Linked DNA regions of Mus musculus: region 2 is linked to region 1. A link is a contact called in public HiChIP or PLAC-seq data. All regions are on one chromosome and are shown on one strand. The core of a region is the stretch at or near the end of the contact, and the rest is flanking DNA. Distances in the headings are between cores, read along the strand shown.

Region 1 (4,776 bases), core at 1,607-4,106:
TTTCTCATAATCAGCAGGTTTTAAAACAGTGGTTCCCAACCTTTCTAATGCCGTAACTTTTTCATACGAATCCTCATGTTGTGGTGACCCCCCCAACCATAAAATTAGTTTTGTTGTTACATCATAACTGTAATTTTGCCGCTGTTATTAGTGACAATGTAAATATCTGTGCTTTCCCACGATCTTGTGACCCCTGTGAAATGATCATTTGCCCCATCAAAGAGGTCACAACCCACAGGTTGAGAACTGCTGCTTTAAAGTCAGAAACTGAAACTAGAAGACTGGTTATTAGCATGGGTTCCAAGTCCTACCTCTGACCCTGGAAATGACATTCTGACTGTCTGGGAGGTCAGTGACAGATAAACATTTACACCTGTAATATCTACCTCTGGGTAAGGTCTAACCAAGGCTTTCTGCTAAAGAACAAGAATGGCTCTCACCCCTTCCTGTAAGGGCCAACCAAATAGGTCTATCAATTACATGGACAGAAAACCATGCCTGCTGGAAAGCTATGTGTTCTAGAAAGTTTCAAAAGAGCATACGGCCTGCCTGGAAATGTTTGTTAGTGTAACAGTTCCTCTGGCCTTTATCTATTCTTACCTCTCAAACCTGCCACTTTACCTATAGTAATTCTACATATATCCTGCGCGCGCGCACACACACACACACACACACACACACACACACACACACCATACACACCACACAAAACACATATATACATACAACACATATACAAAACATATACCAAAAAAAAAAAAAAAAAAAGCCAGGCAGTGGTGGCACACACCTTTAATGCTAGCACTTGGGAGGCAGAGGCTAGCGGATTTCTGATTTCGAGGCCAGCCTGGTCTACGGAGTGAGTTCCAGGACAGCCAGGGCTATACAGAGAAACCCTGTCTCAAAAAAACAAACAAACAAACAAACACACACATACACACATAAAACTCATACATACACACACAACGGGGAGACCAAAGAGAGGCAGAGAGAGAGATCACTAAACAAAAGAATATTGACAATATATAAATATATTTATAAGATATTAAAAAGCACAAACATAACATAATGGCTCCAGGAGGGGAGAATAAAAATAGATTGTAAGTTTCTTGTGCTACACATAAAATGATACACTTTCATTCAGGGATACACTGAGACAGTTAAGGAAATATTCTATAAATACCAACAATGTAACCACTAAAATTTACAGCCAAGTAGATAACAAAGAGATTTCTTCTTTGAGACAGGGTTTCTTTGTGTAATACTGGCTGTCCTGGAACTCACTCTGTAGGCCAGTCTGGCCTCAAACTCACAGAGGTCCACCTGCTCCCGCCTCCTAAGCAAAGAGCATTTTAATAGCACTCAGCTGGGGCCAGTGAGGTGGCTCAGCATGGGAAGCGCTTGTCTCCAAAGCCTAATGGCCTGAATTCTATCCCTGGGACTTTGCAAAAGGAGAAGGCGAAAACCAACGCCACAAAGTTGTCCTCTGACCTCCTTATATAGACCTTAGCACAAGTATGAACATACAGGCATACACCCAAACACACATGCAGGTGAACTCCAACCCCTTCCCATCTCAGAGATCCTGCAACTGCAGTCTCCTCTTTCTCCCCTGCCCTGCTCCAGAGCCAAGTCCTTGCGCAGAGGTCTGGATCCCCAGCCGTTGGTTTTATGACACAGCTCTCAGCCTGTAAAAACCCTCTTGGTCTTGTTCAGGGGATTCCCCTCTACAAGCTCCTTCCTGGGAAGCAGAGATTAACATTCACTTTCTTACAAGTCGTGAGAGTAGGATGGCTCATCACAGAACTCTCTGAGTGCGTGCGTGCGTTCGTGTGTGTGTGTGTGTGTGTGTGTGTGTGTGTGTGTGTGAGAGAGAGAGAGAGAGAGAGAGAGAGAGAGAGAGAGAGAATGAGATCTACTCCAACATCTTCTTTTGAGGGATGAGATACAGAGACTCAGAGAGGGCATATGCACAGAACAGAACACACAACTCTTAAGTAGACCCTACCTACACTCCACATCCAGGGAGCCACTGACCACCCCCACCCCTAATCTCACCCCGCCCCCACAATGACTGGCTGTTTGTGCACAGGATAAGGGAAATGGTTTGAAGGTTGAAGGATGCTTTATAGAATGTCAATATACATGGTGGGAAAATTATTCATGCTGCATTGCTGCTCATCCTATTGGCTACTTGAAGGATGGTCAAGACTCTGCACTAACTTGTCTTTACGCAGATAAATCTTTCCCTAGACAACGCTTTAGTGAGAAAGAGACCAGACAGGGTCAGGGTCAGCAAGAATTTAGTAACACTGTTTCTGTTTTCTTCTTCTTCTTCTTCTTCTTCTTCTTCTTCTTCTTCTCTCTCTCTCTCTCTCTCTCTCTCTCTCTCTCTCTCTCTGTCTTTCTCTCTCTCTCTTACACTCTAATTATGTCAATGATGCAAGTTTTATGCCTACACATCACTTAAACATTAAAAGTTACCATTTAAACACATGTAATATCAGGTTAAACAAAAGTTTAAGTCGATTAAAAAAAAATTATTCAGTAAAGACTCATCACCGGTTATCAAACATAGAAAAAAAAACCCTATTTTGACAAGAGTAAATGCGCTAGTTCATTATCACCTTGCAAACAAGTGACAAGTAACAAAATTAAAACTGTCAAGCACATAACTGAAGTCATGGTGAATACCATGTGACTAGAAATCTACCACACTAAGTTGGGGGTCATCTCTATGCTCTGTGACTTCCTCTCTTCACTTCCCTCTTCACCCCCCTTACCACCCAGGGGACCTCCAGTCCTCTAACAGAGGCCCCTTGTCACCCACAGAAAAGGATTAGGAACCAAGCAATTTGCAGGGGTTGAAGAGGGTATACCGCCCTCTGGTGGAATACTTGGGAATTGGTGCCCACATGCTATAGACCTTTGGTACTGGCAGCAAGTCATGTATTTTTTAGGATAGATCCTTCTTCAGCTGGCCACATCCCCAGTGGTGGGTGTGCAAGGATATGTCACCATGGCCAGCTTGGGTGAAATGGAAGCTCAAAAGTCAGGTCTTCACTTTACTGACTGAGCTATCTCCAGACCCAGGATTCTCACATGGGGCAGCTCCAAACACCAGGGCAGATTCTGAGAACTCCAGCCAACAGCATGAACACATAGCATTTACAGGAGAAAAAAAGTGAGACATAAAAAATAATTGGCTACACCTTAGTCGTCAGCCCGGAGCTCAGTTGCAACTTAGTTAATTGGCTGCAAGGCCTCGGTGATTGAATTCCACATTGGTTTGGTCCGGTCTGTTCCGCTCAAAACAAACAGCCAGCCAAATTACTTATCACAAAATATTTGTTACAGAAAGCATTGTGTCCGATAAACCCAGGAACCACTCTTGTAGAATAAAACCCAAAACCTATCCTGGGCTTTTCTTACAGCCAGCGGGGATATGGCCCTGGGGAGAATGGCTCACAATATCAAATGTCCTGTCAAGACGGATGTAGCAGAGATTACGTAACCAACTAGAATCTGAGCTTGCAGTCGTTAGAATACAAGTACAGCCACCTTACACACACTGTGGCCCCGCGATTCCAGGAGATGCCCGTGAAATGCCCTTGGTGCAGATCTGGTGAGAAAACAGATGCTCTGGAAAGGCTGGGCAGCGGCAGCGACATTCATCCCACCGCCCCAGGTTTATTTAAAGACATTTCAGTGGGGCTGTCGAGATGGCTCAGTGGTTAAGAGCACTGACTGCTTTTCCAGAGTACTGGGATTCAATTCCCAGCACCCACATGACAACTCAAAACTCTCTGTGACTCAAATATCCAACACCCGCACACAGACACAAAACATGCAAGCAAAACAACAATGTATATTTTTTTAAAAAGGTCAAATTTAAAGCATTTCTGTAAGCACCGCTAATTTTAAAAACAAGAGACAGTCTGGGTGTGGCAAAAAAACAAAAAACAAAAATGTGCCCGTCATCTTAGCACTTGGCAGAAGTCAAGATCTGGGAGTTCAAGGCTGGCCTCAGCTACACGTTTAAGGTGGGTCTGGGCTACGTGAGACCCGTGTTTTAAAAGACTATTTCTCAAGCAAAATGTAAGGCAGCCATCAAGCTAAACATGTCTCACATCACAGCTAAGACTGCAGAAAGAAAAGCAAATGAGCAAGAAATGAAGGGGGCGCCCTCTAGTGGCTGATTACACTATCACAAGAAGGCAGGTTCTGGAGATCGGAACAGAAGAGGACTTGGTGCTTGTCTTCAAGGGAAAGGGAAAACCGCCTGATGTAATGGACGGTTCGCCTGAAGTGGACACGTGGAAATGTGTTGTCCCTTCAGTGGATCTTTATAAAGGCATATAGTCTGGCTTTTCCCAAAGAAAGTGACTAATTCGAAATCAGACCATAAATCCCAGGCAGGTTCGGAATCTAACCGAAAGGTACAGACTGACAACCTGGGCATCTCCACTCTGCTGGGTGACAGGACCCTTTTAGAGTGGGAGCTGTGACGTTCGCCATTGTGCAGCCTTTACAGCACTTAGCAGATGGTTACCCACAGAGAAGACATCCCATCTTTTTTTATGATAAGAATAATTAGCATTTTAAAAATGATCAGTGTCCAGTGCTATCTTTTGCTGGTCTCAGTGACTGAATAAGGAAAGTAACAGTCTACAGATAAGGAAATTAGGTCTCAAGACGGCCAGTAACTTGCCTAAGATGACAATGGCAGAGTCTGTACCCAAACACTTAAGCCCGGGAGTCTATAGACCCTGAACT
Region 2 (5,216 bases), core at 1,930-4,429, 220 kb after region 1:
ATAGAAAAGGGGTGGGGCTGGGGGAGGAATTGGCGCGGTTTCACATGATTGGTCCATTAAAAAAAAAAAACAGACTGTCAGAAGGGCGGGAGATAGGGAGGCACTAGGCCAGTCAGGACATGTAACGATGGGCCTGCCCGGGCATGTCCTGGCCTGTTCTGCTATGTTCTCAGCCCCAGGTTTCAAAGCTCACAAACAATTCTTTGGGCTATTTGACATAAATTACATGAATCACATGTCTCAAGTTTTATTTCCTTTCAACGGACCCCATCTATGAACTGCTGGAGTGTGGGAAGGGGCGGATCCTGCAGAACCAAAGCTGCAGGATCCCCATGACACAGGGCAACAGCAGGCTATCAGATTAGTCTCCGTGAGGATCCAGTATTGATAGTGTAGCAGAAGCCAGAGGCCTCGAACCAGACCAGTGACTCACTGCAATGAACATTTGCAAATGAAATTGTTTGGGCAAAGGGGTATATTGTGTGACACACTGTGACACACAGCAGCTTCCACTCCAAGATTTTATCTTATTTTATTTATTGGGGATGGGGGTTCTTTTGAGGGGGTTGCAAGGGCAGATACTGAGGGATGGGGAGATGAATGGGTTTGGGTTCACGACGTGAAATTCACGAAGAATCGATAAAAAGTTTAAAAAAAAAAAAAGCCGTAGAAACAGCTCAAGCGGTAAAGGTGCTTGTTGTCCAAACTACCAGAGTTTACTCTCCAGGACCCACGTGACAGGAAAGAACTAACTCCTACAAGTTGACCCCTGACCTTTACAAGTTACACTTTACACTTACAAGCATGCTGTGGCACACACGAACCCATCTCCACAATAAATAAACAAATACAACAAATACAACAACAACAACAAAAGTGACTACAGTATAGTCGGCTGTGATGGCAGACATGCAATCCCAGAACCTCAGAGGCAGAGACAGGAGGATTGACGCAAGTGTAAGGCCAGCTTGGTCAATAAAACATTTTGGATCAGCTGGTGCCACATAGTGAAACCCAATTTCAACAAAAGGGATGTGTGTGTATATTTAATATAAATATTACACATAGTAAGATCCTTCTGACAGAACTTAGTTGTCCTGAATTCCCTCCCTGGAAATCTCTTTTTTTACTGGGTTTGGGATCAACTCCATGTTAGACAAAGACCTTTACCACTGGCCTAAACTCAAGAGCCTCTGCTGCCTAAATTCTAGGGTTATGGTCATACACCGTCATACCTGGCTTCGGGAAATTTATCAGACATGGAAGGAGGAGGAGGTTGACACTATTCCCAGACAGCCTAGCTCCTGCTCATCTCGGGGCTACTCCAAGACTCGTTCCATGGAAGACTTGTGTGACGACTCAGCCTTTGTTCCCTACACACCTCCTTGTCTTCTTGCCAGCTCTCCTTCAGAGGCTGAACGCCCCTGCTCCTCTCCGTAGCTTTCCATGCTGTCAGTTACCTGAGTATGGAATTAAATGTAGGATTCCCCTGTTGCTCTGCCTGTGTCTGCTTAACGCTCAGCTCAGCTTAGCCAAGGAACCTAGCAGGGAAGGGTTGTCATTTTCCACTTGCCTACCCCACCACAGTAGCTGCTCAGACACTTGCTTCTAACTTCCCCCTTCTTCTCTTCCCCTGCTTAAAATATTGGCAACTCCTTCCTCCTTCTTCTGCTTGCAACTGTGTAGGCTAAAAAGCAAAACAGACACTAAAGCACAGTCACTTCCTACGGGGCTTAAAATAACATCTTCATCCTGGCCTTCCAGCCGCCCTGTCTGGCTTATCTGGGTTTATCTGTTTTCTTCAGCCCTTGGTCACAGGCCGCTCCTGGCTATTGTTCACTCCCTTCCAGTCTCCAGTCTCCTCCCTTTACCTGAATCTCCCTGGTTCTTCATTCAATTGTCTGCTTATCTCCAGTCTTCCGCCTGGAGGATAAACCACCTAAGACCAGGAACCCCCTCTGACTTGTTCCTGGCTGTGGCCCCCAAACCTCAAACATTGCAGCCCTGCACCCCACCCCCACCCCCCCCACACACACAAACACACGTATGGGCTCTTGGGTGGATGAAAGAATCCATCGATCTTTCACAAGTCGGGCTCTGTTCTAAGCAATTTACCTGTGCCACCTGACAGAATCCTGAGGGGATGAGCTGCTATTTATGCAGGGGTAGACCTGGTCAAGGTCACACAGCTAGGAAGGTTGTACTGAAACCAGCCTGCTCCTCTAAGACTACATGGGCATTACTGTGGGCAGCTGAGCTCTATAGAGAACTCCCACATTGTGTGCATGAATGAATGAGTGAGCCGATTATACACACCTGCACAGAGTAGCCCGCTGGAATAAGCAACCTTTCCCGATCCAAGCATCTCTATGGGATCTTCTGGCAGGGGGTAGGGAGGAGGGTGTGTGTGTCCGCTTTTGACATTTGGAAAGGCACAACACCCACTAAAGCTGATCTGTACACTAAGTACTGGATTCAGAGGGTCTGTGGCTTTCTTTTCTGCCCCGTGCTTCCAGCACCACTAGCTGCCCAGGCCTGGGGATGGGCGATGGGGTGGGGATGGGGGGGCAGCACCCAAGGAACATTGTATCCTGGTAGCTGTAGGCTCTCTTCAGGGTGGCTCTGCTATCTTGTGAGAGTCCTATCTCTCTGGCTAGCTGCCATTCGCCTGGCAGCCCTAATGTCTTATCTCATCCATCATCGGGCTACACTCATCCAAGCTGGATCTCCGAATGAGACATGTGTGCCGAAGATGGAATGGCCTGGAGCCCTGGAGGGAATCGAACCCACTGTAAAGGAGGCCGGAGAGGACCAGAACTGCAGGCCTGATGTCTGAGTGGATCCCTCTCCGCTGAGGAGGGCCCACAGAGAGAGAAGGGGAGGGCAGGGCAAAGGATGGACGGAGGAGAAAAAGGAAAAGCGGCTGGGGCAGAGGAATAGAGGTGTAGGGTGTTGGTTTCCTATTGCAATTGAAATGTAGACTCCTCTGGTGCCCCGCCAGCTTCAGCACACCCCTGCCCCGCCCCCACCCTCACCCTCCACCAAGCTGACAGCCTAGGAAAGCAGGCAGGTTAGGGAGGTGATTTATTGCAGGCTCTGCTCCTTCTAACACCAGGCTCCTTGGCCTGGCTTCCCTCACCCTCACCCCAGCACTTCCGCGTAGGAACCGCCTGGGAAAGTCTGAGCTTCTCCCCGCCTAGCTGCCGCGGTGCCTGGTTTGCTTTCCATCCCAGCCTCTAGGGAGAGGAATTTGTGCTGTCGCCCCTCCCCCACAACCGTTCTGCTGAAAGTCAAGATGTAGGACTCAGGCTCCCCAGAGATTTTCTAGTCCAGCCCTCGGATTTTGTTTTGCTTTTTAATCTAAACAATTAAAAAATAATAATAATTGCCAACCTTAAACTGAAATAGATTGCCCTTAAAAACTGTTTTTCTGCCGGGCGTGGTGCCGCACGCCTTTAATCCCAGCACTTGGGAGGCAGAGGCAGAGGCAGGCGGATTTCTGAGTTCCAGGACAGCCAGGGCTACACAGAGCAACCCTGTCTCAAAACACAACCCCCCCCCATTGTTTTTCTGATGCTGGGTAGTGATGGAGCACACTTTTAACTCCAGTACTGAGGAGGCAGAGGCAGGAGGATCTCTCTGAGTTTGAGGCCAGTCTGGTCTACAGATCGAGTTCCAGGTCAGCCAGGGCTACACAGAGAAACCCTGCCTCCAAACCAAAACCAAACCAAACCAAACCAACAACAACAATAACAGAAGAATGAAAGAAAACAAGTACAGAAAAGAATCAAGTAACTGGATGCCCTGCTATGACCTAGCCTTGAAATCCACATTGTTATTTCCACTTTCGTCGTTGGTCTAAATGACTAACTAGCTGCTCAAATCCAACAGGGACATCAATGCCTGCTCCTGAATTTTTTTTTTTTTTTTCCGAGACAGGGTTTCTCTGTGTAGTCCTGGCTGACCTGGAACTCACTTTGTAGACCAGGCTGGCCTCGAACTCAGAAATCCGCCTGCCTCTGCCTCCCGAGTGCTGGGATTAAAGGCGTGCGCCACCACGCCTGGCTCTCCTGAATTATTTTTAATTAATTAATTATGCATTGTGTGGCTTGGGCACCGCGTTGCCAATGTGGAGGTCAGAGGACAGCTTACAGGAGTGTTCTCACCTTCTCCCATGGGTGCCTAGGGATGGGACTGAGGCTTTCAGGCCTGGTGAGTTGGTAAGTAATACTTTTCTTCACTGAGCTGCCTCTCTCTCTCTCTCTCTCTCTCTCTCTCTCACACACACACACACACACACACACTTTTGGCACCAGGTTTTAAAACTACTCCAGCACGAATATAAACTGAAAAGTCAGGTTTTCCTTCGACCCGATTCCTCCAGGGCCTGATTCCAGTCCCTAGCAGCAAACCCAACCTATGTCCTCTATGGCTTTTTAGATAGAATACATGCCCACCAGTACCACAGAGACACGAGAACTATAGAAGCACAAACCATACTCTGTACTCTGGTTGTTCAACTCCTGTTCCAGCCGCCAGAACCCAAGTACATTGAAGCAATGGATTCCCTTGGATTTGAGGTCCAGCCCTTGCCACAGCTCTCTGCAATGTAACCCAAGAGTCAAGGGTTCTAGTTCAGTAGCATCCAGGGCCTCCTGGATCTCACTCTCTGAATCCAGACACCAAATAGTCTGAAGAGCAAAACTACCCATGAAAACACACAGGCAAACCCAGAGCCAGGTGTGCTGTGGGATGCCTGTAATCCCCAGGCTGAGGAAAGAACTGGGTACAAGCAAGCTCTAGGGAACCCTGGGCTTCATAGAAAGACCCTGTTGACAAGAAGGGAAGGAGGGAGAGAAGAAAGGAAAAAAAGATTTCAAATAAACAACAGAACCACTCAAACACACACCCCAGTGAATTCATAATAAATACTGCTCTCTGGCCTTGCTGCCACGTCTGACAGCCTAAGTTTGATTTCTGCAATTCACAAAATAGAAGAAGAGAACCAACTTTCGCAAATTGTATTTTTACCTACCTACCTACCTACCCCCCCCCCCCCCACACACACACTTTAAAAACTAAATCTTGAGTGTTTTAATGTTAAAGTTTATCTAGGACTGACCAAGTTCTTATCTATCATGTATAAAACCCTGGTTTTTACCTGCAGCACCACAACAAACATCAGACATGCTGGCACCTGCCTATAATCCCAACAT

The links. HiChIP or PLAC-seq counts read pairs in DNA pulled down with a chosen protein or histone mark.
Region 2: an H3K4me3 HiChIP or PLAC-seq map of bone marrow-derived macrophages shows a contact between it and region 1, with 5 times the contacts expected there. The contact joins two enhancer-like sites. A contact is called at or near these places in 3 of 115 datasets of contacts at active chromatin or transcription factors (bone marrow-derived macrophages, extraembryonic endoderm stem cells and pancreatic cancer cells) and 1 of 9 other capture datasets (pancreatic islet).

Annotation. Positions count from the first base shown.
Region 1 is chr11:43,408,770-43,413,545 of GRCm38.p6, forward strand. No RefSeq gene overlaps it. Among named protein-coding and RNA genes, the nearest start is that of Pttg1, 15 kb to the right of the region's middle. Within about 2 kb of position 2,857, at least 46 of the 459 cell types and tissues checked have an H3K27ac peak or open chromatin away from gene starts, as enhancers often do. A contact at or near this core is called in bone marrow-derived macrophages, where this site is marked.
Region 2 is chr11:43,631,097-43,636,312 of GRCm38.p6, forward strand. No RefSeq gene overlaps it. Among named protein-coding and RNA genes, the nearest start is that of Fabp6, 32 kb to the left of the region's middle. Within about 2 kb of position 3,180, at least 117 of the 459 cell types and tissues checked have an H3K27ac peak or open chromatin away from gene starts, as enhancers often do. A contact at or near this core is called in bone marrow-derived macrophages, where this site is marked.